4 separate regions of the Zea mays genome follow, and all the other regions are linked to region 1. A link is a contact called in public Hi-C data. All regions are on one chromosome and are shown on one strand. The core of a region is the stretch at or near the end of the contact, and the rest is flanking DNA. Distances in the headings are between cores, read along the strand shown. Region 1 holds the start of LOC100277341 (senescence regulator). Region 2 holds the start of LOC100276355. Region 3 holds the start of LOC103626156 (E3 ubiquitin-protein ligase MARCHF9). Region 4 holds the start of LOC111589414 (small nucleolar RNA Z247).

What was found. Hi-C and Micro-C count contacts between places; a contact is called where the count stands out from the background.
Region 2: a contact with region 1 is called in a Hi-C map of bundle sheath, with 1.5 times the contacts expected there. The contact joins the promoter of LOC100276355 here to the promoter of LOC100277341 in region 1. A contact is called at or near these places in 4 of 25 Hi-C or Micro-C datasets (bundle sheath, ear, leaf and 1 more).
Region 3: a Hi-C map of leaf shows a contact between it and region 1, with 3 times the contacts expected there. The contact joins the promoter of LOC103626156 here to the promoter of LOC100277341 in region 1. A contact is called at or near these places in 3 of 25 Hi-C or Micro-C datasets (ear, leaf and tassel).
Region 4: a contact with region 1 is called in a Hi-C map of bundle sheath, with 2.4 times the contacts expected there. The contact joins the enhancer-like site here to the promoter of LOC100277341 in region 1. A contact is called at or near these places in 4 of 25 Hi-C or Micro-C datasets (bundle sheath, ear, endosperm and 1 more).

What each region holds. Positions count from the first base shown.
Region 1 is chr5:28,838,364-28,844,634 of Zm-B73-REFERENCE-NAM-5.0, reverse strand. It overlaps LOC100277341 (senescence regulator), which reads right to left and starts at 1,611. Exons shown (of 1, transcript NM_001150935.2): 1 at 876-1,611. The coding sequence starts at 1,494. The coding sequence ends at 955.
Region 2 is chr5:28,659,268-28,665,102 of Zm-B73-REFERENCE-NAM-5.0, reverse strand. LOC100276355 reads right to left here and starts at 2,160. Exons shown (of 3, transcript XM_008646543.3): 1 at 1,840-2,160; 2 at 1,616-1,732. The coding sequence starts at 2,001.
Region 3 is chr5:28,634,794-28,641,174 of Zm-B73-REFERENCE-NAM-5.0, reverse strand. LOC103626156 (E3 ubiquitin-protein ligase MARCHF9) reads right to left here and starts at 1,986. Exons shown (of 6, transcript XM_008646545.4): 1 at 1,306-1,986. The coding sequence starts at 1,661. It overlaps LOC103626155, which reads right to left. Exons shown (of 7, transcript XR_552741.3): 1 at 5,643-6,381; 2 at 5,515-5,555; 3 at 5,249-5,418; 4 at 4,564-4,939; 5 at 4,199-4,299; 6 at 3,170-3,223; 7 at 2,819-3,006.
Region 4 is chr5:29,074,034-29,080,216 of Zm-B73-REFERENCE-NAM-5.0, reverse strand. LOC111589414 (small nucleolar RNA Z247) reads right to left here and starts at 561; the gene lies at 423-561. Within about 2 kb of position 4,891, at least 18 of the 20 cell types and tissues checked have an H3K27ac peak or open chromatin away from gene starts, as enhancers often do. A contact at or near this core is called in bundle sheath, ear, endosperm and 1 more, where this site is marked.

The DNA of each region.
Region 1 (6,271 bases), core at 362-2,861:
CGGACTAGCTCAGGGAGTGTCGCGTTGTGCATGGTGCGTGTTGGCGTAGCATTATTTCTCGTGTGGGGGCAAATGGGAACCGGCATATTCTCGGTTTCTCACTTTGCAATTAACTACTCCTACTTGTACTAGTATGTGCTAACCAACTATATTAATGCGAAGTGTCGACATTTCACCGCCCTCCTCTCCAATCAGCGATGGGGCCCATGCCTTTCTCCGCCCCCTTCTATTTCTTGCTGAGATGCTGTATTATTATTATTTTTCTTTCTTTCCGCCCCGCACACGAAATCTGTCCGGAGCAGACTGTCACAATCTCTTTTCATGCTTTGCAACTCTGGAAAAAATTAAATAAATCGAGTAGGGACCCTCCACTCCTGTTTCCCTCAAAAAAAAATTAACCTAATTGCACCACCAACAAACTAACAATATCATGATTAGACTACTGAAACAGTAGGGCAGCTACAGTGCCAGAGTGTATTGCTTACTAGTATTAAAATATGACTCAAATAAGTACCTTGGATCGAAATGGGTTCCGGCCGGTTACATTTTTTCTTAACGAAAGAAGAGGAGTACTGGATTGGCAGGATAATTGCAGTACTTGCAGTAGAATAATGCTGAAATCATTGATACTAGTAATCAAGATGAATTAATCTTAGTGGTGGGAAGTACATCGACCGAGCCTCTCCGGGGGAAAAATGCCAAAAACAGAGGCTTTTAATCTCTACTCTCCCCTCATCGATCACGACTAGAGCGACAAGAACCAAAACATAATAAAAAGAGAGAGAGAAAAAAAAGAACCATCGACCTAATCCAAATGGATTAAAAGGCCACTAATCAAGCAAAAGCTCCTCACTTCCTCCTCCTCAAGGCGAGAACGGGATCATCAAACGAGGCCAGGCCACGGTAGGCGGGCATTGCCGGCCGCGCAAGGCTGGCGCTGACAGTAGCGGTCGGTCAGTCCTGGAAGCCGGTCTTCTCCCAGATGGCGTTGCGGACGCGGCGGAGGTCGCGGCCCTTGAGCGTGCGCCCGGCGCCCTCGCGCACGGAGAAGGACGCCGCCGCGCGCTCCCGCCCCTGCAGCACCTCGTGGGGCGGCACCCAGCGCCGGCCCCCGGCGCCGCCGAAGGCCGCCGCGTCGTCGTCCGCGCGGTCGTCGTGCGCCGCCCACCCGCTCCCGGCGTACTCGGCGCCCAGGATCTTGGACCAGTCCGGGATGTTGACGGGCACCGACGCCGGCCCCGGAGCGCCGGCCCCCACGCCACGCGGCTTCTGCTTGGACGGCGCGGCAACCGGCGGCGACCGCGCGTACGGGTCGACCGCGGAGGACAGGAACGGCGACGACGACGGTGAGGACGACGCCGGGTATCCGCCGCCGCCGCCCCAGATGACGTCGGCCTCGTCGAGCTCCACGCCGTGGTCGGCGCCGCCCACAGGGTTGACCGGCGTGAACAGCCGGTGCGACGCGACCATGGAGAGGCTGCTCCGGCCGGCCATCCTCTCCTCTCCGGGCCCGGGGGGAGAGAAGGGAGAAACGACTGGTCTGTGACTGTGACTGTGTCGAACGAACTACCGCGCGTGGGGCGGGTGAGGGTAAAGCACTTCTTCTGTGAAGTGGTTCGCGTCTGGCAACGGGCGGAGGCGCGCGGGCTTTATAGCGGAGGCGAGGGGAGATGTGGATAAGGTTGCTTGGCGCCGCGCCGCGCCGCGCCGCGCCGTGACGGAAGTGGGCGGGGGGCGGTTGCCTCAAGTTACGACTCAGCCACTTGTGGAGTGGTAGTGGCCTGGCCTGGTGTCAGCGTCGGCGTATGGGGTGAGCGAGCCGGGGTGTCCGTCCTACACTAGCGACTAGCAGCGAAAGACGCGGAGCCATTAGTGCAGTTTGTGAGTGCGGGGAAACGGAGGGGGGCCCCCTCGCCTCTAGCCCTCTACTACCTTTTTGCGGCCTCCCTCGCGGTGTCGCGACGCGCGGGCCAGCGGCGGAGCGCCGCGTGTCGCGCCCAGAAGATGGCCGGCACTTGTCGCGCCGGGAGAGGCCGCGTGACGGGCGTCCACGTGACGCGGCGGGACCAGCGTGGTAGCGGGCCTGTCGCCTTCCGGCTTTCGCATTCGCACTGGGGGAGGGGGGGGGCCCGCAGGATCCGAGGCCACGGTTCCTTCCTTCCTCCAGTCTCAGAGACAGCGTTAAATGGCGGAGTGGAGAGAGAGGTGGCGCCGCGTCCTCGTGTTGGTGTTAAGGGAGCAGCGACCAGCGAGCGGCGTCCTGCGCTGTGGTCCGGACCGGTGGCTGGCGCCTCGCTGTGATCCACCACCGCCGCATATGCTGCGTCGCGAGGTAGGGATGGGGGTTGATTGGAGTTGGAGCCGGCGCGTGTACGTACGCGAGGAGTAAAGAGGACGCCCTACTTTTGGGTGTGGAGAGAGGAGCACCAGCACCCAGCAGCAGCATCGTCGCGATCTCGGACGGATCGGTGGTCTGTGCTGCAGATCTGCAGGCCAGGCCAGCAGAGAAGCGAAAGCCGTTGGGGAGTTGACTTGAGATTTGGGAGGGAGATCAGGACAGAGGGGAGGACGAGCTGGGGAGGGACGCGTGTACTCCATCTCTATCCAGAACACGGTGCTAATAGGCAGGGGCGCACGGCACACGTGTGTTGGTGTTCAGCCAGCCACGAGTTGGTTCCGAGACGACGTGGACGTGGTTACTCTAATAAAACATAACCCGGCGCACGTAGGTCAAATCGCTCAGGTTCCACCTGCACGCCAAACCAAACGCTGACCAGATCGATGTGTTTGCTTCCTGACCTGGTTTGATCCACTTGCACGGGTCCGCTGTTGTTTTAAATCTTAGATAGATGGTCGGTTACTTGTTGACCTGTTCGAAAAAGGTTGGTTAGCTGAGTGGGCTGCCCAAATTGGCTCCCAAGTTGATTTTTCAAGCAGTATAGTCAACTGCCGGAGCGAGAGGATGCACGGAGTCGGAGTACTACGTACATGCGTAGGCCGCCGGTGGCGCCCACCAAGCAAATGAAATGAAAGGAAGCACAGCCGATCGGCTGCCTCGAGAATTGCGTGCTCGTTCCATAAAGCTTAGTTAGAGCTTGTTTGGTTATTTTCAATCCATATGGATTAGAGTGTATTGATACGGATTGTGAGAGATTTTGACTTGCTAGAAATTGAAACCCTATTAACCCTCTCGATCCATATGGATTGGGGTAAACCGGAACAAGTCCTTAGTTAGTTTACTAACCCCATCCCCCTCTCTTGCAAATGCCACAGCCACGTGTGCCGATCAATGCCCGTGCGCATCGATACCGCCGATGCCGGGGGTGAGCGGGTCGTCACTTCATCCACACGTCACGCGCACGCTTGAGTTCTGTGAGGCCTTATTGCTAAAACAAACCATCAAATTTCTAACCAGCATGCGCGGCTGCGCACATGCGCGTGGGCCGTGGGGCGGGCCGCGCGCTTCCGTGCACGCCGCCAGGTTTAATTTGTTGAGAAACCCTAATGAAAGGTTATGTGGTCAAATATCGAATATGATCCTAGAGCTATCACGTCTCTATATATATAAAACCTGTACCACTCTAATATGGTATAGAAAAGAGAAATAGGTCAGAGATCCAACCCTATATCTCGTGTCCCGTGTATTTCTTTTCTCGTGCTTATGGAAGGGAGACGAGTAATCTACAGCTTCTTACGCCTATACTGCTAACGGGAGGGAAGAGAGCGGATCTGGTGATCCGTGGTAACGTAGTTCTCAACATACCTAACCCGGCCAACTTTGGCACTACAATGCTAGTATGCTGTTTAGGATCTTCATCGTTAGCATACATAGGGAAAAACGTTGAGCAAAGGATGAATACAGGGAAAACTAAAAATTAGGGCATCTGACCATTACAAAAAAAAATGAATCATTTGCTCCTCATGTCTACGGATGACAATGGAGGATTCCTCGTCGGAGGAACATGTCCCTATCCCCGTCCTCTGCGACAAAAGAATTTCTTCATAAATGCTTGTGGGGAATATTTATTTCTCATCCCCATTTTCTGCGGGGATAAATTACCGACAGAGTCCTCGTCACAGCTTAATTTATAATTAGGACATACGTCATTTATTATTAATATCAAACATTACCATCTATACATATTATTAATATTGTCAGATGTAAAAAATCATATTGTGCACAATAAACCCAACACATTATTTGTATAATGAGTGGTTGGTTTTTTTTTCACAAAATACAAGCAGACGGGAGCGATAAACCAGACTAGACGCACACAACTTTCGGAGGAGGAGGAGATTGCCCGACGGATTCGCGACAAACGGCGTCGGCACGTCGGCGTCGATGGTCTGCGCGATCGCATCGTCGACCTGCAGTAGGGTGTCCACTTGCATGGTTTACGAGTACAGGTGTCCACTTGCATGGTGCAAGGCTGTCCAATCATGCATCTGATCGATGCGTTTTCCTCAGGGCGTCTTGCGCCTGCTGATTGGGGGTTACACAACGGCCATTGTTTATTGCAGGATGCATTGTTTAAGGCGTGAACAGCTGGAGCTTGTTCTCAGAGCAAGGAAAGCTGGAAAAGGATCGCTGGAGAGAGAGAGAGAAATCACAGAAACCGAATATAACAAACAATATACTCCGGGGATTCGCGGCCTGGATGGATAATGTCATCTGCCGTCCAAGGGGGCACGATCTTATCCTCTCGCCGTCTCACGTAGCTTTGGTCCTTGAGCGCCTTTTTTTGTGTGTTTTCAGGAAAGCTTGCGTTGCTTCGTTTGGTTGATTCCAGCGTCGCCAGTGCTGCGCGCGCGGGGGCGTTGTAGTTTACGGCCATTTGGGCAAGTGGCGCATTGCATCTGGGAGTTTATTAGTACTGGTGTAGTAGTGTGCGGTGAATATGCGGGTTTCTTTACGCTGTTACTGTTGTCCTCATGATTTGTAACTTGCAGGGTAAAAGAGTGATAGAAATAAAGAGTTGTTTGAATGCAATAGAACTAACAGTTAGTTGTCTAAAAAAATTAATAATGGAATTAGCTAGCTAATAAATAGCTAATAGCTAATAAATAATAGTTGAACTATTATGTAGACTGTTTGGATGTCTTCAATTAATTTTAGCCAAGCCAAAAGGTAGCACCACCACAACGTGGGGTTGTTGTAACTTTGCACTTTGGAGCCTGCTGTTCACGTGTGACGAGACTGTCCCTACAATTGCTAGAAATTGGTGTGACGAGACTGTCCCTACAATTGCTAGAAATTGGACAGGGCCGGTCCGGCCTGGCTCGAGCCTATCGTATTTCAGGTTAAATGGGTTTGAATCGAAAAGGTCCAAAAAAACTTTTGGATCGTGTCATACCAGTCTAAGACTAGAAACGGTAATCCATTCCAGCCCTAAAGCACGTTGTGCCTTCATTAGGCCGTGTCAGCCCAAGTTTAGCCCATATATTTGAACCACGTAAAGTCCAAAGATTACAACCACATAAAATCCATAGCTTATAAACTAAAAATATTAAACAATGCAAGCATCATTTGACCACATAAAATTTAAATATTACAAAACACATAAATTTTATAGCTTACTAAATTAAAGAAATTAAGCAATATGAGCTTCATTAGGACGGGTCGGCCTAAGCCCGACACATGCGTGTGGGCAGTGTCAGGGGCCCAACAGGCCAGAATTTGAGGCTTGGCCTAGGCACGCCTTCGAGCCGTGCTAGTACGACTCATATCATTTCGTGCTGGGCAATGCTTGGGGTTCTTGTTTTTTAGGTTGTGCTCATACTGGCCCAAAAAACCCAGCCCATATTTCCAACACTAGTCCCTACTATATCAATTACTAAATGACGACGTTTCTATGAAGACAATACAAATACCAGGTTTGGTCGGTGCGTGTGGTACTGTGGTCTGAGGCTACAGCTGTAGTGCTTCACTGGTTCTTGCTAAGTTCATGACCAGCTGCAGCCTGCAAGTCAGGGAAGACATCTGCGTGGAGAGGGAGGAAAAGGTATCAAGTGTTCCCATTAATTTCTGGGTGTCAAGCTGGCCTCACCAGAACATGTCATGGAAGAGTAAGTGTTGCACCTGGTTTCAGATGGCAAACCGAATGCGAACCATGTATGTGCCAAGATCAGAACTCACGTACATAGTGATTATATAAATGGACATTATTGCACAATGCTCGAATAATAACATAAAGAGTATTAAACTTGTTACAACCAGATGTCGAAGACATCCATATAGTCATTGATTTAACGAGTATCAAAGTGCTAACAC
Region 2 (5,835 bases), core at 911-3,410, 180 kb after region 1:
TAACACTGCTCAGGTCCTGGGTTCGACTTCCCGTGAAAAGGAATTTTCAGGTTGTGGTTAAAAAAAATCTCCTCGTCTCAGGTCCTGGGATCGACTTCCCGTGAAATGAAATTTTCAGGTTGTGGTTAAAAAAATCTCCTCATCTCAGGTCCTGGGTTTGACTTCCCGTGAAATGAAATTTTCAGGTTGTGGTTAAAAAAATCTCCTCGTCTGTCCGCCAAAGCATAGGTATAAAGCCCAGCCTAGGTTACTAGACCTAATAGTTAGATGCTAAAATTAGTTGAAGGCACCCAAACAATCTAGCTACTAATTCAGCTATTAGCTACTTTTAGCAAATTAGCTAATAGTTAGCTAGCTAATTCCATTAGCAATGTTTTAGTCAACTACCTATTAGCTCTAGTGCATTCAAATCAGGGCCGTCCCTGTGGGGGGTGCAAGGGTGCGGCCGCACCGGGCCCCCAAAAATAGAGGGCCCCCTAGCCACCGTACGGTAGCATTTTTTCCTATTAAACCTATCTATTATAGACACAAATACGTAAAGAGTGATGCGTTATTGAGTTATCGACTAGTCTTGCTCATATTCTTAAACTGTCTCAATTACTTATCGAATACTCCATCCGTTTCAAAATAGTATTTGTTTTAGTTCTTGATTTTTATGTTTATATTGATGATGATGAATCCACTAAAGAAGCAAAACAAATTCTATTTTGATATAGGGAGACTGGGAGAGTATTATAAACTATACATATGATGGTTGCTTTGGCAGAGAGAAGCTTTTTAAAATTAAAATATTTTTGTAAACTATTTTTTATCAACAATAACTCAAGAGATGTTAAATGGCTTGGTGATTTTATATATCGAAAAAAAGTTGTTGGATGAGATTGATCTCAATGATATAAGAGATGACTTTGTATCACAGAATGTTAAAATATGTTTTTAATAATAATATCAGATAACAAATGTTTTTTTGCTATATTTTACCTTTGTTATCTTGTAAACTTCAAAATAGTGCATAATAATTTTTATATGTCAAATATTTGATTATATATATATATATATATATATATATATATATATATATATATATATATATATATATATATGTGGATGGGCCTCAATATCGGATTTCGCACTGGGCCCCTGAAAAGTCAGGAACGGCCCTGATTCAAATATAATGTCATAGGGGCGGTCTTACCCCCACAGGTCGAGTTTTTTAAAGTACTATGTGAAACAAAAAAAAAACTAGTGATGTAACTTTTTACACTAAAAAAGTAAAAATGCATATAGTTTGATTAATTGATGGTCAAAACTTGGGAAGTTCAAAATTTCCGATCAAAATACTGTACAAAATGAAAAGAGGGAGTTTTTTTTTAATTATCTGTTGGTTTTGAATGTCAGCCTTCGTGAAGGACTGTTTTTGTTGCACTAACATCGAGAATTCTTCAAGTTAACAATCTGTAACTTGACTGTTCCTACGGAACCTGCTGTATAGTTTATCTATTGTCAAGCTAGTGAGCCTAACTGTTCCTACGGAAAATTAAGCCATGAATCGCCACACTTCAGAAAGCAGACAGCTGCTGGGCTAAAGGTTCGGAGGAAGCAACCAGATGCTTACCTGGTAGAAGTAGGACGACCCATCGGCTTCAGCGATTGAGCGGTAGATGGCGCGGCGCTGGTGGAGGACGAAACCTCCCATAGAGACGGAGCCCAGGGCGAACCCGAGGAGGCGCTCCTGCGCGCAGATCCGGAGACCAAGCCACGAGAAAACGAACCGAATCAGACACAACAATCATGACCCCGTCGACTTCTCGAGTGGTTAGAGGGCCTAAGGTGCGTTACCTGCGCGAGGATGCTGATCATGGCGGTGGTGGTGGTGGCCGCCGGCGGGACGCGAGATTGGGGCGGTTGGCTTTCTTTCCCTTGACCCTTGTCCTCCTCGTCTACAGTTTCGGTGACGTGGTTGGTACTCCGTAGGCTCCGAGAATGACGCTCATGGGCCATTGTGTGGGTTTGTGGGCTAGGCTGAAGTGGAATTGAGATCTCCTAGTGCTTATTTTGGAGCAAAGGGATTAAAGCGGATTGAATGAGCTAAAATCTTCTTACCATTTAAAAATGAATATCAAGGAGATCTTAGCCCATCTAATTCCTTCTATCTCCTTGTTCTCAAACATAACTATAGAGGTGGTCCAGCTTCTCATATGCTTAAATGCATACAATGGCCTTGATATAATTATCTTTATGTACTCCACATTTAAATGTTAAAAAGCTAAAATTATGTATAAATGAGATTTAAATTATGGTTGTTGGTTCTAATACCATATTCACACTCATCTAGCCAATATAACGTATATGTCTTTTTGTTTTATACTCTATATTTATAAATGGGAACTGTAGCAACACACGGCATTTTGCTAGTTACTCAGAATGTCTTTATAATGAATGCAATATATCCTCTTTGTTCCAAATTAAAACTGAGGGAGTATCTCATTTCACGTACAAATAAAATATAACCTGGTTTCCTTAATAAAAAAACAAAAGGTTCTTATGCGTTACTTCTCTCTCAAAATGGAAAGGAAAAAATACAGTTTGAGCAATTGCAATAAGTCGTCATTTGGTTTGAGCTATTGTCATATGTCGCCATTTTCTATAAGGGCCATGTTACTCTGTTTTTTAACATATTGGTGCAAATCAAGGCTTGCTTGTAGGATTGTCAAGAATCAAAAGTGAATTGTCAAATTTATGGTTTGTCCTAAAAATCATTATTAATTGACAATTAATCGCTATCGATAGACATATGATATGATTAATACGTAATCAGCTAAGTAATCGGTCAACCCGATTAATCAGTCGGGACCCGATTAGTCGACCATTGACCCGATTTATCGGCCATTGACCCGGCCCAATCAAACAAAAAGGCCCACTAGAAGTCTGTCTCAATGGTCTAGTGAAAGGATCACGATGCCCAAGAGGAGGGGGTGAATTGGGCTTTTCTAAAAATCAACACTAATTAAAGACTAAGCAAGAGCTAAGCAAGAGCCCAACTTCACCCCAACAACTAGCACTAAGAATATAATACTAGAAATGCAACAATGCTAAGACAATACTTCAAATACTTGCTAAACAAATACACAATGTAAAGTGCTTGAATTAAGTGCGGAATGTAAAGCAAGGTTTAGAAGACTCCTCTAATTTTTCCCGAGGTATCGAAGAGTCGGCACTCTCCACTAGTCCTCGTTGGAGCACCCGCGCAAGGGTATCGCTCCCCCTTGGTCCTTGCAAGAACCAAGTGCTCACTACGAGATGATCCTTTGCCACTCCGGCGCGGTGGATCCCTCGAGACCACTTACAAACTTGAGTCGGGTCACCAACAAGATCTTCACGGTGATCACCGAGCTCCCAACGCCACCAAGCCGTCTAGGTGATGCCGATCACCAAGAGTAACAAGCCGTAGACTTTCGCTTGACCAAGAAAAGCCTAATGCAAGTGGTGTCCGGTGCGCCACTAAAATTCAACTCTCAAACCTGCGCTCTCGGGTTTCTGCGGAGGGAGAGCCTCTGCCCCGGACCAGCCTGGCCCCACCTGGCAGAGGGTGCACCGGACAATCCGGTGCACACCGGACAGCCCGGTGCCCCAGGGCCAGAAACACTAACTCTTGTTTTTCAGCTGATTTTCAAATCGGTTTTCGTTCTAACTTGTGAGTGAGTTCTAGAGTGACACCTAGCACTGTATATGAGTGTGATTGTGCACCAACACTACACTAGAACTCTCTTGGTCAAACTACTCATCGACAACCCCTCTTTATAGTATGGCTAAAAGAGAATAAAAGACCTAACTAAATCGCGAGTGTCCACATCTCCTTGACACTCGGACTCCGTAGACCTTTACCTTTTGTTTCGTCGTTTTAGCCGTCGCTTCGAGTTCTTATCTCCGGGATTGTTTTCACCGTTGTAGTACTTCTACCTGTCATGCGACCTAACTTACCATTTGTCTCTGCAAAACACACGTTAGTCACATATAATATTACGTTGTCATTAATCACTAAAACCAATCAGGGGCCTAGATGCTTTCAATCTCCCCCTTTTTGGTGATTGATGACAACCCTACAAGTTTTGTGAGAGTAGTTTGTTTTGAAGTTTCTGTCAATAGAAAGAATGGTTAGTTATACTCAGTAATTTTTGACAGAAAGAACGTGTACCATAATAATAAGAGTGAGCGCATACACATCATAAGATTCTTGCTCATATAAAAGTGAAGTTAAATCAATGAAACAAGAACTAGAAGACTGGTGATAAAATATAAGGTGAAAACATAATACACACAGTCAATCATAAGCAACAAGAGTATATTTCGAGTTTGTGAGCCAAAAACATCAAGCTAGTACAGAGAGTAGCAAGCACATATATTACATCAAAATGACTCTCTACTAACTCTCTAACTCCCCCTAGCTCTCACAACTCATATCTCTCCCCCTTTGGCGTCAAACACCAAAAGGGCACTCGAACCTAAACATCTGAAGCAGGAGGAGGCGGCGGGGGCGCATCCGGACGCGGTCGAGGCAGCAGAGCGAACGCCGGCGGAGGGTCAGAGTCAGTCTCGGATCCAGGATCTGCGGTAGAAGCTGGAGCTGGTACTGACTCGGACTGAGGCCGCGCTGCAGGAGCTGCCGGAACAGAGGTGGTCACAGATATTGTCACAGCAGTAGTGGTAACAGCAGATGCTGGTGGCACTGGCGGCTGCGGGCAGACAGAGCTGAGAACCGGAGAGGTGAACGCCAAAGTGACCGGCCGGAGCGGAGAAGTATCAACAGGGGGTCCTGACAAAATCGATGGCACCACTGGAGCGTGAAGCGGAGGAGGTGGAGCAGACTGAACCGGAGGGACTGAGACACCAGACTGCTGTAGCATAAGAGCCATGAATGCCCTACTCTCAGCCCGATCCTGAAGTAGCTGCTGCTGAAGCGCATCCTGCCTGTCCTGCATGTTCTGAAACATCGAGAGCATCCTCTCGGATAACCGGGCTTGCTCGGCTGCCAGGTGAGCCTGCTGCTGAGAGAGAGTCTGGAGAATCGAAGCAAGAGCAGGGTCCATAGCCTGAGGAGTAGCAGGGGCAGCACTAGAACTCCCAGCCTCATGATCATGAGAGCGTGGAGGCATAGGAGGCGGAGGCGGAGGAGGAACCCTAAAATCATCATCATCATCATCATCATCAGCTGTAACCTGAGTGTCGAACTGACGAAGAGCTGCATCCTCGGCCTGAGAGTCAAAAACAGGAGCAGAAGCTGGCACATGAATCTCAGGCGTAGGACGGTAGGATCCAAAAACGAGGCGTGAGGCCTCAAGAGTGCCCTGAAACCGAGGAGGCTGAATCAGCTGCGCAAAGATGTGGCACAAGTAGTGAGCATAGGGCAACTACCGACGAGCACGAATCCCATCCAAAACGGTGTCCTCGATCTCACAAATCAGGAAGTCCACAACGTCAAACTCAGAGTGAGAGACCAGGGCACCATGGAGCCAAAGCTGAATATGTGTGGTAGCCTCCCTGTATCCCATCCTCGGCAGAAGAGTCCGTCTGATAAGCTCATATAAATACTTGACTGCTGTAGTGAAATCTGCCGGTGAACGTCGCGACCCATCTGAGAAGGGCGGGCGGAACAGAGCCGCGACGTGAGTTGTACCCGGATCCACACCGTCGTGAGGGCGACGAGGAGGGTCAGAAGTGTCGTAGCAGAGGCTGTGAAAACGAGTCGTCGACTCGGGAAATCCAAAGAGCTGGCGGATCTAAGTGGCAGTAATGGTGACATCCTCGCGCTCAAAACGAAACCTCATCCAGTGATGA
Region 3 (6,381 bases), core at 737-3,236, 200 kb after region 1:
ACTAAGTGTTAGTTTAAAATAAGTGAGATTATATAAGCTGGCCAGATTATAATCCCAAACAAGCAGGCCCTTAATAACTTAAATCGGTACCATCAAGGCCAATGCATTCTACATTGTTCCTTCCAAAACAAGGACAGCCACTTGGTCCACAGGTACCTTAACTGGAACCTGGGCTTATTAAGAGTACAAGTGTTGCTCCTGTAAAACAAAAGACCAATATTTAATTCCAGGTACTGTATTGGGAAAATTCAGCTTCTAAAGATAATTGTTCTGATTAGTAGATCATAAGTAACACAATGCTCCCTTCTATATTTAGAAATGTCAAAGAGCCATGAGAAAACAGATTGGATGTGTTATTACTTGCATCCAGTAAATCAAAAGATCAACGCAAGAACATCAATACATGGAAAAGCAATGGTGCGGCTCACAGCACATTTGTGGTACAAGAAAAGCTCAGTTGGAAGTTGATTATCAATTTCCACCATGCTTCCTCATATTGTTTTCACCCGCAGCCTCCTAGCTGCCAGTTAGCCTTTCATAGCCAAGAAGTAAATATCATATATATTCATCGAATTGTCGAATATATGAAGTCCTATTTATAATAATTCTACACATAAAAGATCTTACTATCAGCAAACTTGAGCACGAAGTTGCTGTAAGTTCAAACCATTCCGAATATCCTTTGCTTCTACATTCAAGGTCAACCCAACTGCATTGGAAACATAACCTACCTTCTCATGACCGCCTAAATACCTTGGAGACCCTAATATATCATAATTACCACTTTGTAGTCCTATTTGCACTTCATGAAAGCCTAACTACACTAACATATGGGCTGTAAATAAGCACATACCACAAACACTGACAAAGTCAATACTAAAGAAGATGCAGACAAACTGACAATGAACATGTTCACAAACTTGTTGCTCGCATGTTATATGTGATAAACAACACTCACCCAACTGCAGGCAAAAAATCCATTGGTGTAATGACAGACAGAAAAAGGCAGCTAGGGTAATCAGTTCAGTTGACATGATCCATGTGCTAGGGCGACTCCAAGAAATGAATCACTACATCATAAAAGGAAGTTCGTTCATACAGCTACAGTCACTTCACTGCATGAGCATCGCCCGAAGCCATCGCAGGTAATCCATGGATGGATAAAACGCGCAACTGCTAAACGTAACGAGGTCCCCATACAAAATCGGAACGCTCCAAAACAGAACACACCCTCGTCCCCGTCCCAACTCGCAGTTCACTAAAATGGCCTGAGCTTGCACAGGAAAACCCACACCGACTGGATACCTGCATTGCTCGTAGTCGTCCAAGCTGTCGGAGTCGGACCTTGCCAGCCCGGCTTCCTTCGCGGCCGCCGAAGCGGTCAACGAAACCGAGGTGGCCATAGGCTTGCCGTCACCGGCCTGCGGGGAGCATGCCGGGGAGCCACCCTTTGCATCGGGCATCTGAACATCCTCGCCTGGCCGCGAGATCACGATGGTGACAGCTGGCAACGGCGCCTCGGTCTGCGATGCCACCACCACCTCCTGCTGCGGCGCCGGCGACGGAGCCTGCAGCACAGGAGGTTCATGGGCCGGCAGCTCTGGGATCGTCCCCGGGTCAAGGCCCGTGCAGGGATCCGATCCGTCCGCGCCGCTCGACATGAGCGGTCCGCCGGATCCCACCCAGCACCTCCCCCTCCTCTGCGGCTCTTCGTCGACCACCTCGCGTGGGCGTGATGAGTGCCACTTTGGTGTTGGGGGGCGGGTTACGGAGCACCTACTTCTGCTAGTGTCTGCTCAGTATCGCGACGGCGAGGGGAAGGAAGCGGTGGGGGCCGCCGCCGACGGGGAGATCAGATGGGGACGGGTTGGATGGGCCGCCGACGGTGTGGATTGGGGATAAGGACGACGGCTTTGAGGGGAATGCTGGTTTGGCTGATCAGTGGGACTTTAACACTGCAGGACCCATATGTCAATGGAAGCAGGTCGTAGTCGAACGAGTATGGAAAGTTGACGTTATAATATTCATCTTCGCATCTGTAGACACGAGACAATGCGGACCTGTGTCTCCGGTGGCTGTGCCCATTAGGGTTGAAAACAGAACGAAAAAATCTCGTCACGATTCGTACCATTTTCTATATTTGATCCGACCGTTTCCGTATTTACGGAAAAATATAGAAACGGGACGGAAACGAGAGAGCTTATTCCGTCGGTTTTTTTGATCCCGTTTTACCAGATTGAACCTTTATTTATTCCGTATTTGACAAATATAGGACGAGCCTAATATGCATTAGTATATAAACTATATCATCGTGTGTTTAGGTGACAAATTATAGCAAATTGGTCATTGTAACCACCGGCTCTTTTCAAATGACAAGTGATCTAAAGTCTTAAACAACATCGAATGTAGCTAAATGTACACATTTAGCAACCAAACAACAATAGAATGTTGCCTCTCTATATTTATTTGTTTTATGTTATTGTTCTGTCAATCAATCACTAGTCAAACATCAATAACATTTCTATTTGTATTAAATTATTAGTTTCCGTTAGTATTTCCGTTTCTGTTCGTTTTCGCAATTCCGTTTATCCCGCTTCCGTTTTCGTTCCCGACTATTCCGGATCCGATCCCGTTTCCGATGATAAAATGCGGATACGGAAACGGGAGACAGGTTTTTTCGTCCGTTTTCGTCTGTTTTCATCCCTAGTGCCAATCACATACTACTTTCTCAGTTATATATCTACTAGGTATGTGCCCGTACGTTGCAACGTCACACAAAATATTCAGAAAAATATTAATGCATGAATACATCTGAGAGTAGTCATGATGTAAAACTATTTTGGTAGTTGTCTCGCAAAGACAGAAATATCAGAAGTTGTATAATCTGACATGACAGGTAACATGACCCATGAAAAAAATATGAACCGAAACATGGTCTCCCGCAAGCCAAGCACGCTCTTTCTCCTTCAGCACGAGCAGAGTCAATCCCATATAGATCCAGTCGATCTTGATGACACCGAAAAAGATACAAATGAATTAAAACTCAACATTCGTCTTTTATTTGGAACCTTTTCTTTTCAGCAAAATTAAAGTAGTATGATATCAACAAGATGTGCCACTGTTCTTTTTTGTGACAAACCATAATGACTTGTGTGTTAAACTACGATACCTTTTGAACAACGACAACTGTTGCCTGAAAAGGTGTCATGTCTTCGTATGGAAGCTGAAAAGAAAAGGCCAACTCAGCAATTAGCAAAACCACACTTCTACTCTACCATTACAACGGCGAAACAAAATGATGGCGAGAGAAAAATAACATTTGCACTGAATCCTAGTAACATGAGATCAAACTGAGCAAGATATTTGCACCCAGAAAGCTTGGCTAGTAACAATTTGAACATAGTTTCTTGGGATGGTCATGGAATACAGAATAGCCAGGTGATAAGAAACACGTGTAGTTTAATAGTACTAAAAAATCATTCCAACGAATTAGAAAAAATATCTATCTTAAACTACTGCACTGAATCCTAGTAACATGAGATCAAACTAAAAAAGGCAGGATATTTGCACCCATAAAGCTTGGCCAGTAACAATTCGAGCATAGTTTTTTGGGAAGATCATAGAATACATAATATCTAGGTGATAAGAAACATGTGTAGTTTAATAGTACTGAAAATCATTCCAATAATTCAAGAAAAATATTTATCTTAAACCAATGCACTAAATCTTAGTAGCATATGATCAAATTGAAAAAGGCAAGATATTTGCACCTACAAAGCTTGGCTAATAACAACCTGAGCATAGTTTCTTAGGAAGGTCACATGATGCTAAATAGGCAGAAGCTAGTGATCTGCAATTCAACCACTTCATTTCAGTCACTGGCCAATTAGCCCACTTTGTCTACTCGTTAGCACGGTTAGATGCCTCTCGATCTAGCTAAGAAACACCCGAGATGCAGCTAGTTGCCTTTACCGGTATTTCCAAACGTCTCAGAGACCAGACGAGATGCGAGGGGAATAACAAAGCAATGGCAATTAAGGGATTTAAATTAAAATCCTATGTAGGGAGCCTAAACGATTTCGAGTTATCAGCCAATGCTTTTGAAACCCCCCGGTTACAAGCAAATGCACTGAAGGCTCAATTCAGCTATGATCTTATCAGGTCCAAACTACTGCAAGACAAGATAATCTGCCCTAACCTGATGAATGCACCAATACACATAGGTGGAAATCTTAAATCCTCTTGAGGCATCAAACTTTTCGATCCCACAAAGTAGCCATATGCCCCTATCAGACCACCCTACAGCATGAACGAACACATTACAATTCAACATTTTAGGTACACTATTTTTTGTCTTGTTGCTACTATGCCATTAGATTTATAGAGAGGTTTCTACAGAATGAAGTATTAGTCCATAGTCATGTTTTCTATTTTATAATGCCTTTTAAACACTAATAACAAAGAAAAAAATTGCCATATTTGACATAATGGTTGGATCATCCACGACCACATATGAATTGGAAGAACTCTAACATCTAAAACATGAAGTGCATTAAAGTTTACCTTGTCTATTTTCTCCAACAGCATATATATAAAACTCCATGACTCTAAGATCAACACCTGCAGGAGGGCCTTGAACATATGCATTAACTTTGGATGGCTACTTTTCAAGCTTGAATGCTGCTTTGATTTCATATCATTGATCCCCATCAACATCCACTTGCCCACAATTGACCCATTGGTTTTTATCCACAGCAAGACTGACAATTACATGGTGATGTCCATGTCCTTCGGACCCAAATCGTACCCAAGCGGATACTCTGTAAGTGACATGTAATCTTAGCTTATCAGTTATGACCTACGAAGGACCCATCCAAGCATCTATGCGGTTCATGGCAAGGATATAATAGCCACTTATATGCTTCTGGCTTCCACGGTCCTTCAAGATAGAAAGTAGCATATGGGGTGCTTCAGTCTAGATACTCAATCAACATGAACCATAGGACTCCACCCAGAAAGCCCACGAGTGAAGGCATTATTGTGCAATATATTAGTTCCATACAAAACATTCTGTAATATTTAACAAATAAATATTCTTTGATTAGAGAGGACAATTTTATAGTATCTTTTACAGTATCATGACAGATGAAAGTTATAACAAAAGAAAAAAAGGTTTCATAAGTCTCAAGAGTCAGGATCGTTCACATGCAAATAATCTCAGACTGTGAGAAGCAGTTAGCCTACAAACCTTAATGTTTGGGCATGGTGCAGCTTGGAGCTTTCTTGATGGAGATAAGACAAGACCATGTATAAGAATGTCAATTCCAACAGGGGCCCTTCTATAACAATAATAGCTTTGGTAAAGGGAGCATGAAGGATGAACTTTCCTTTCAAATGTGTTGATTGCTTATCACAAGTCTGATTTTTTGGTTATAGAAAGGAAAGTAAGGAATAATGTCATTGGCTCCTAAAAAGGGCATTATCAACAGAGAACAAGAAACAAGAATAACTTACTTGGCAAGTCCCACATATCGCTCACGACCAAATTCTTGTACCTGTAGGGTAGTGCACACTTCAGTATCATTGGCACTCCCAAATATTCAAACAACAGAACTGATCTCATAAAGAACTTTCCACTACACCCTATCTGTGATCTCTTGTTGGATGCCATTCAATTGTGAACCCGTCCAGTCGCTAGAGCGAAATAACTGCCATTTAAAGGCCGAACATTGTCGTATACATAAAATAGAACAAATGAAATATGTCAGACATATATCAAATACAATACATATCTCAAACGCGGAAGACGTAAAAGGCCATCTAGGATTTGGGCATGTTTTCCCCTTTCTGCTTCAGGACTATCGGCCATGGCTGTTTCTGCCAGGTCTTGTAGAGGTCGGTCTTGTCATAGCCGGTGATGACCTCCTCTACGAAGGAGCGTGCGGGAGAAGTGGCCTCGCTCAAGGAGCAGCAGCGAGGACCGGTCCTCGCACCCACCTCCGCCCTAGCCCCTAGCTACGCTGGTGCCCTGCGATCGCGACACCCTTGCCGACATCGAGGATGGTCGTGTAGCGACCGTGGGTGGTGGTGTTGGCGACGAGGGTGAGGGCGGAGACAGGAAGAGAGAGAGCACGAGCAAGGGATTGCCTGCAGCCGCGACACCCTTGTCGTCATTGAGGGTGGAGCCATGCAATAACTGTGGTTGGTGGTGCTGGCGGCGAGGGCGAGGGTGAAGACAGGAAGAGAGACATCAAGGGAGTGCCCGTGCCCAATCTGAGGAGTTGTTGGGGACAGTGGTATATGCGGCGTGGGGAGGAAGAGGGCGAGGGGGTGGGGATGGGGGTTTGCATCGCAGGGCGAGATTTGCGTGGCGTTTGCCGG
Region 4 (6,183 bases), core at 3,642-6,141, 230 kb before region 1:
ATGATACTTCTCCCTCATCGTCAACTTGTTCAGATCACTTGTGATATGATCTGTTGCTCCCGTGTCGGTGTACCAGTTGGTGTCGACATTATACGCGTTCATGGTGATGGCAGCGTTGACATGGCGTTCTTCTGGGACGTAGTTCTCATCAAAACGATGCCAACACCGGGCTGCCATGTGACCTGTTTTGAAACAGATTTGACAAAGTGGCACATCTTCAGACATACTTGCTGCATCTGGTCGCGGTTGCCGCCCTCCATTGTGTTGCTTCAGCGCATTGCTTCCTCGGCCACGCACCTAGCCACGCCCACGCTGACCACGGCCACGGGCAGTGCCCAAGCCACGGTTGTTGTTGTCGCCAATGCCGCGCCCACGATTTGCCACGTGAGCATACGAGCCGCCATCTTGCAGTTCCAACCTGGTCTCAAAACTGAGCAGTTGAGCATAAAGCTCAGGAATCGATATGGGATCAGTCCTAGCGGTGACTGATGTCACCACAGAATTGTAATCGACATCAAGCCCATTACAGATATGTGCAGCCAGTTCTTCATCATCTAGTGCTTTACCGACAGCAGCCATCTCGTCTGCTAAACCTTTCATCTTGGCAACATAATCTGTGATTGACATATTACCTTTCTTCGTAGTAGTGAGGGCAAGCCTTACATTCATTGTTTTGGCACGGGTCTGTGCGGAGAACATTTTCTCCACGGTCGACCATGCTTGTTCCGCCGTCTCTGCACTGATGATTTGTGGCTGAATTTCCTTCCCCGCACTTGCTAGGATGAGCCAAAGGATCTGTTGATCCCGAGAATACCACACCTGAAACGCTGGGTTAGGATTGGTGACGATCGTGTCGTCGGTCTTCTTCTCGACGATTTCAGCATCGGGAGCCTTGGTCTTGCCATTGAGATGCCCCTCGTAGCCAGCACCGCGGATCGCGGCGAGGACCTGCGCTCTCCATGACGCATGATTGTTCTTGGATAGCTTCTCGGTCACTTGGAAGCCGAAGAATGGATTGGTGATGGTGCTTGAACTCGTTGCCATGGAACCCTAAGCTCTGATTACCATGTGAGAGATTCAGAGGCGCTTGGAAGGAGAGAAACGTCGTCACAGGCGTGCTGCGTGTTGATGGATTGATGACTGGAAAAGCCCCAGCCGTGGCTTACATATAGGGGAGGTGTAGCACCTAGACAACGGCCAGGAGATAATTAAGGAGGTAAAGATAGTAACAGATTATCTCTTTTCCTTTTACAGCGCTAGCTACCATATCTCCTTGCCTCTTCTATCTTTGGTGTACACGTTTACAATCTGTCACAGCATACATACTCTAATACGTGGAAGCTGGCCAAGGTCGTAGACTTGCAGGGATGGGGAATCGGCAGTCGCAAGGAGGGAGGGTTAGGTGTACATCGGGTGCTCCGTCGCAGATCTAGCTTGTCCCCGACCAACTCCATTGGCCCTCCGTCGCAGATCTAGCTCGTCGGTATTTGACACGAAGCCGGCGGCGGAGGATATCGCGAGCACAGCCAGGCACCAACGACCAACTCCATCGGCCCTTCGTCCAGCCGCCAATCGCCATTCCTGTGTAGGGACATTCGAACGATCATTTTCCATGTCCCATACGGAAAAATGTAAACTACAAAGCTTGGTTAATGAGTTGGTAAAAATAAGTATGAGTAATTTAGGCTACATAATCAAGAATGCAATATGTAGCGTATTTTATTTTCGAGACCTGCAAATAATATGTTTCTTTGTGTCGAATACAGAAAAATATAGAATACAAAATATGGTATCACTGTTCATATAGAGAACATAATTTAGAGTATACTGCTGGAGAAGGAGAAGATATAGAGGATGAAATTTTTTGGAGTGTGTTGTAAAGGACGGAGAATATTCTTTTAGGGGATAAAATTTAGAGGACATTGCTGGAGACAGCCTAAGGTTTTATCTTATAGTTCAGCTAGTCACTAGCTAATACCTGTCTATGTCATTGTTATTGGTCAGAAGTCAGATCCCTTGCACATGAAGGATCGAGGAGCAGAAGCCCTGGCATGCATGCCAGCAGCCTTGGTTCGTCTTGGCCGGAAGAGGACAGCGCGATAAAAACGGTGGTGTGTGTGTGTGTGTGTGACATCGTCGCTGCTGCGTCATCGCGATCATGGCCACTGTGTTTTGCTAATGCTTGGCACCAGCTTCTGTAGCCTGGGTCTGGCTGCCTGGGCACGTAGTAGGATGTAGCTTGTCACGCAGCTGCGTCGCCGTGCGGTCTACGGTGCGTAGTGCCTTCATCCAGGCTGTGGCCGCCAACCGTGACGTCCGAACCGCCGCCGCAGCTTTGGCCGGCGCGCGCGGCCGCGCCTTTTGGAGCACACTATAGTACTGTGTAGCCTGGGCCCTGGGCTCTGGGCTCGACGCGAGAGAGGAAGCAACAGAGAAGGGGCGCCAAGGGGGTCGGTGACGGTAACGGATGCCTCGGCCAATGGAGTACAAGTGTGTGCGGGCGGGATGGATCATGGTCGACATGGGTTGTGTGCCATGGCATGCGCATACAGACACAGGATCGCTACTCTGCCGTTGACCTGAACGGATCCCTAGGCGCGCGCTGCCGGCGGGAACGGCACCTGGGTCGGTCGCGCGATGCACGCTGCACGGGCGTGTTGCCGCCGGCCCGCTTCACGTGAGGATCGGGGGGATAGGCGATAGCGATCGAGGACGGTGTGACGCGACGCCAGGAGCCCAGGACAGCCTGCGATATCGACCAGCGGTGTCCCAGGATCATACCATACCAGTATTTGTGACGGCCTGATCGGCAGTGGCCGTCAAGTGGATCATTAACCTTGGTCTCGGCGGGAAGCCTGGGCTGGGATAGCCGTGCTAGCTCTAGGGCTGGAAACGAGCCGAGCCGAGCTCGGCTCGGCTCGGTGCCTGAACGAGCTCGGCTCGGCTCGTCCATTCCACGAGCTGGTGAAAGAGGCTCGGCTCGGCTCGACCTTGGCTCGCGAGCCGGCTCGGCTCGGCTCGCGAGCCATATTTTGGTACTTTTCGTTGCATTATTTGGTGAATTAACATTATATAAATTTGAAATATAGAATCATCATTCTACATTATGAGTAAATTAAATGATAACTTGTAATATATTCATCATCAAATACTAAAAAATAAGCTATTATCCATAAAATTATCTAATATTCATTATTATTCCATAAATTGACCATTTTTGCAAGGCTCACGAGCTGGAACGAGCCAGCTCGGCTCGGCTCGCTGCAAAAACGAGCTCGAAGAAGAGGCTCGGCTCAGCTCGTTCGAGGCTCGCGAGCCGCTCCGAGCTCGAGCCGGCTCGCGAGCCTCGAGCTAATTTTCCAGCCCTAGCCGTGCAGGCTCGGGAGGCATACGAGTTCCGGACGGCAGTTCCGAGGGCGCGCGATGCCCCCCTTCCCCCCAGGTTGGGTCAGCTCCGCACCGCTAGCTCCGGGCGACGTCACGCATTGGCTGCGCACCGAAGAAATTGCTGGAGTAAATAGGATAGGATTTTTAATATCATTCGTCGGTGCCTTGCCTGCCCACCTCGTCTCGCTTGCTGCGTGCATATGCATGCATGCTTTGCGGTCAAAACTGCCGATCCCGAGGCAATCTTTGAAACCCTGCCACTGATTTCTTCTTGTACTACTCCCCAAGTCCTCCCAGGCTACTACTCCTTAAATGAGACTAAGGCTATCTGCACCGGCGAACCTTAAATGAGACGCTACACAGATCGAGTCATACATATGCAGTAAAAATTTCCTGCAGCGGCTTACTCTATCAAATATGGATAGGCAAAGAAGGCAGGTGTTCTCGTGCGCAAAATGCATCCAGTCGATCCGTTTTATATCCAACGGTGTTATGACATTTTACAAATAAGTCCTCCTATGCTCTCCACGTTGGTGCTGTTCATTAAAAATAGAACACAGCACTGTTAGGTACTGGACGGATGGGTTGAATGTATTTTGCGTATGAGAACACATGACTTGTTTGCCTATAGGATATGCTCTCATATCCAATATATACCGTGAAGTTGAGAGAGACCACGAAAACTTTATTTGCGGCGTCCCCCTTCCGTGCTACTGGAAGCCTAGAGGTGGGAGTGTGGGACCGGATGCGAGGCTGGAGGCAATCGCGGTGGGAGGCCGGTAAGAGTGAGGTGAAATAAATAATAGAATATATGGTAGTTGGTATAAAGCAGAGATTTAAGGTAAAACTCTTACTATAATTTTATAAATAAATATTTAATTTCATGTCGGTAATCGTGCCAAAAAGAGTTTTGATCCATGTAAAACTCTTTTTTTTAACTTAAAAACATTACGTATCATCAACATTATTTTAAAAAACGCTTATGTCTATCAATTATTCGACATGAAACTCTTACTAAAAACTGACCTCACCAAATCATGACCCAACACAACACACGTACGTGACCATCCAAGTACCAACCTCCGAAACAGCGGATGATGTCGCCTTGTCTCTTCCATTCCATTCCCTCGCACATGACAGTCATGCGACGCACCGCGACGACGCCGCAGCGAACGACGCGGGCCAAAACTGGAAACGCCGGCATCGGCGGCAAACGACGGAGAGCGAAACGGACGGTCGTCCGGGGGATCCGGTCCGGCGGGCCCCGCGTCGCGTCGCGTAGCGGGACAGTGACGGGGACGGCAGCATAAATGACGCCAACTGGACACGAAAACGACTAGGATACGCATCGTCGCTACGCTATACGTACGCAAGCAGACGCTCAGCTCCGTTCCGTTCCGTTCCTTTAATTCCTTTCCTTTCCTTTCCTACACGTAGAGCGGCGTGGTGTTGGAGAACGGGGCACTGTGTGCGCGCTGTGCTGTGTCAGAGCCTCCGTTCCGGTTGTACAGTCAAAAAGGCTTGGCCGGATGCAATAGTGCGTGGATCGGTTAACAGTGGTACGGTGGACAGTAGTGTTCGTATGTCGGACGTACTAGACCGTAGGAATACAATGATAGGGTGTCCTGGTAACTTGTCAGGGTCGGCTTGGTTTGCTCCGCGCCAGAGCTGTCTCTCCCCAGACAGAGACAGCGCTCCCAGACAGGCGTCCGATTTTGATCGTCTGGGGCTAAGATATTTTGCTTAGCAGGTAAGTGACTGTGAGTCCGCAAAACAAATAACCCCTTATGTACAGTTTAGTTCACATATTTATAATGTAATAGGTAATTGATAATGTTGGTGAGTTGTTCTCAAATACTATAAGTTAAAAATAAGGCAACATAAAATATTAATGGTTAAAATTCTTCGTCCTTCGAAGCATTATCCTCTGTAAGATATAATGATCTTCAGACGAAGGTCATGAAGGACGTACATTCATCATCGTAGCATATATTAATGAAATAAGAAGCATATGAAACATGAGAAATAACATTAATCCATATGATATTGTTAATATATCTTTACTATATCATCATGAATGAACATAAAAAATATTGAATTACATCTGTACTTTCGGCTTGACAGAAGGTAAAAGTCCAAGCGTGACACACGAATGAATACAAGTCAGCGTGAACATCTATTTATAGACACAGGGCGCAGGCTGTGTAAAATTACATTCATGCCCTTTATGTTTACTATTGACTTAAGGACAATCTATCGAGGACTAGATAGCATTTTCCTCTTTAAGTCGGTTCCTTTTTTTTTTTGCTGCTGAGCCGAAGCTTCCTTGCGCGTAGCTTCGGAACCGGTTCAATATTCGTCCCGACCATGCTTTACATATTGTGTACATCTTCATTACGAGTCCGAAGGTTCCTATAAATATATCACACTTGGAAAACATTGTTAATCATGTTTTTAAGAACCTTCGGAATACGAAGGCCTCCAACAGATAACGTTAAATAATGTTTATTTTAGTATATGTTTTTATTTTAAAAGCATCTTCTGAAAATCATTAGGTCTAAAGAAAATGCTTGGAATAATTTGATTGTACGTTTGCACCATATAAATAAGTAAATAAATAATTGTACATGATGTATGTGTCCTCTGTATATACTGGAGTATCTGACAGGCGGCTACCAGAGCAGCGCACACATGAAAAAACAACCGTCACTGCCGCGCGACAGGAAAGCGTCCTTGCAGAGAACGCTACAGCGACGTCGTATCGTACGTACGTGGTCCTGGCCGGAGCCGGACACG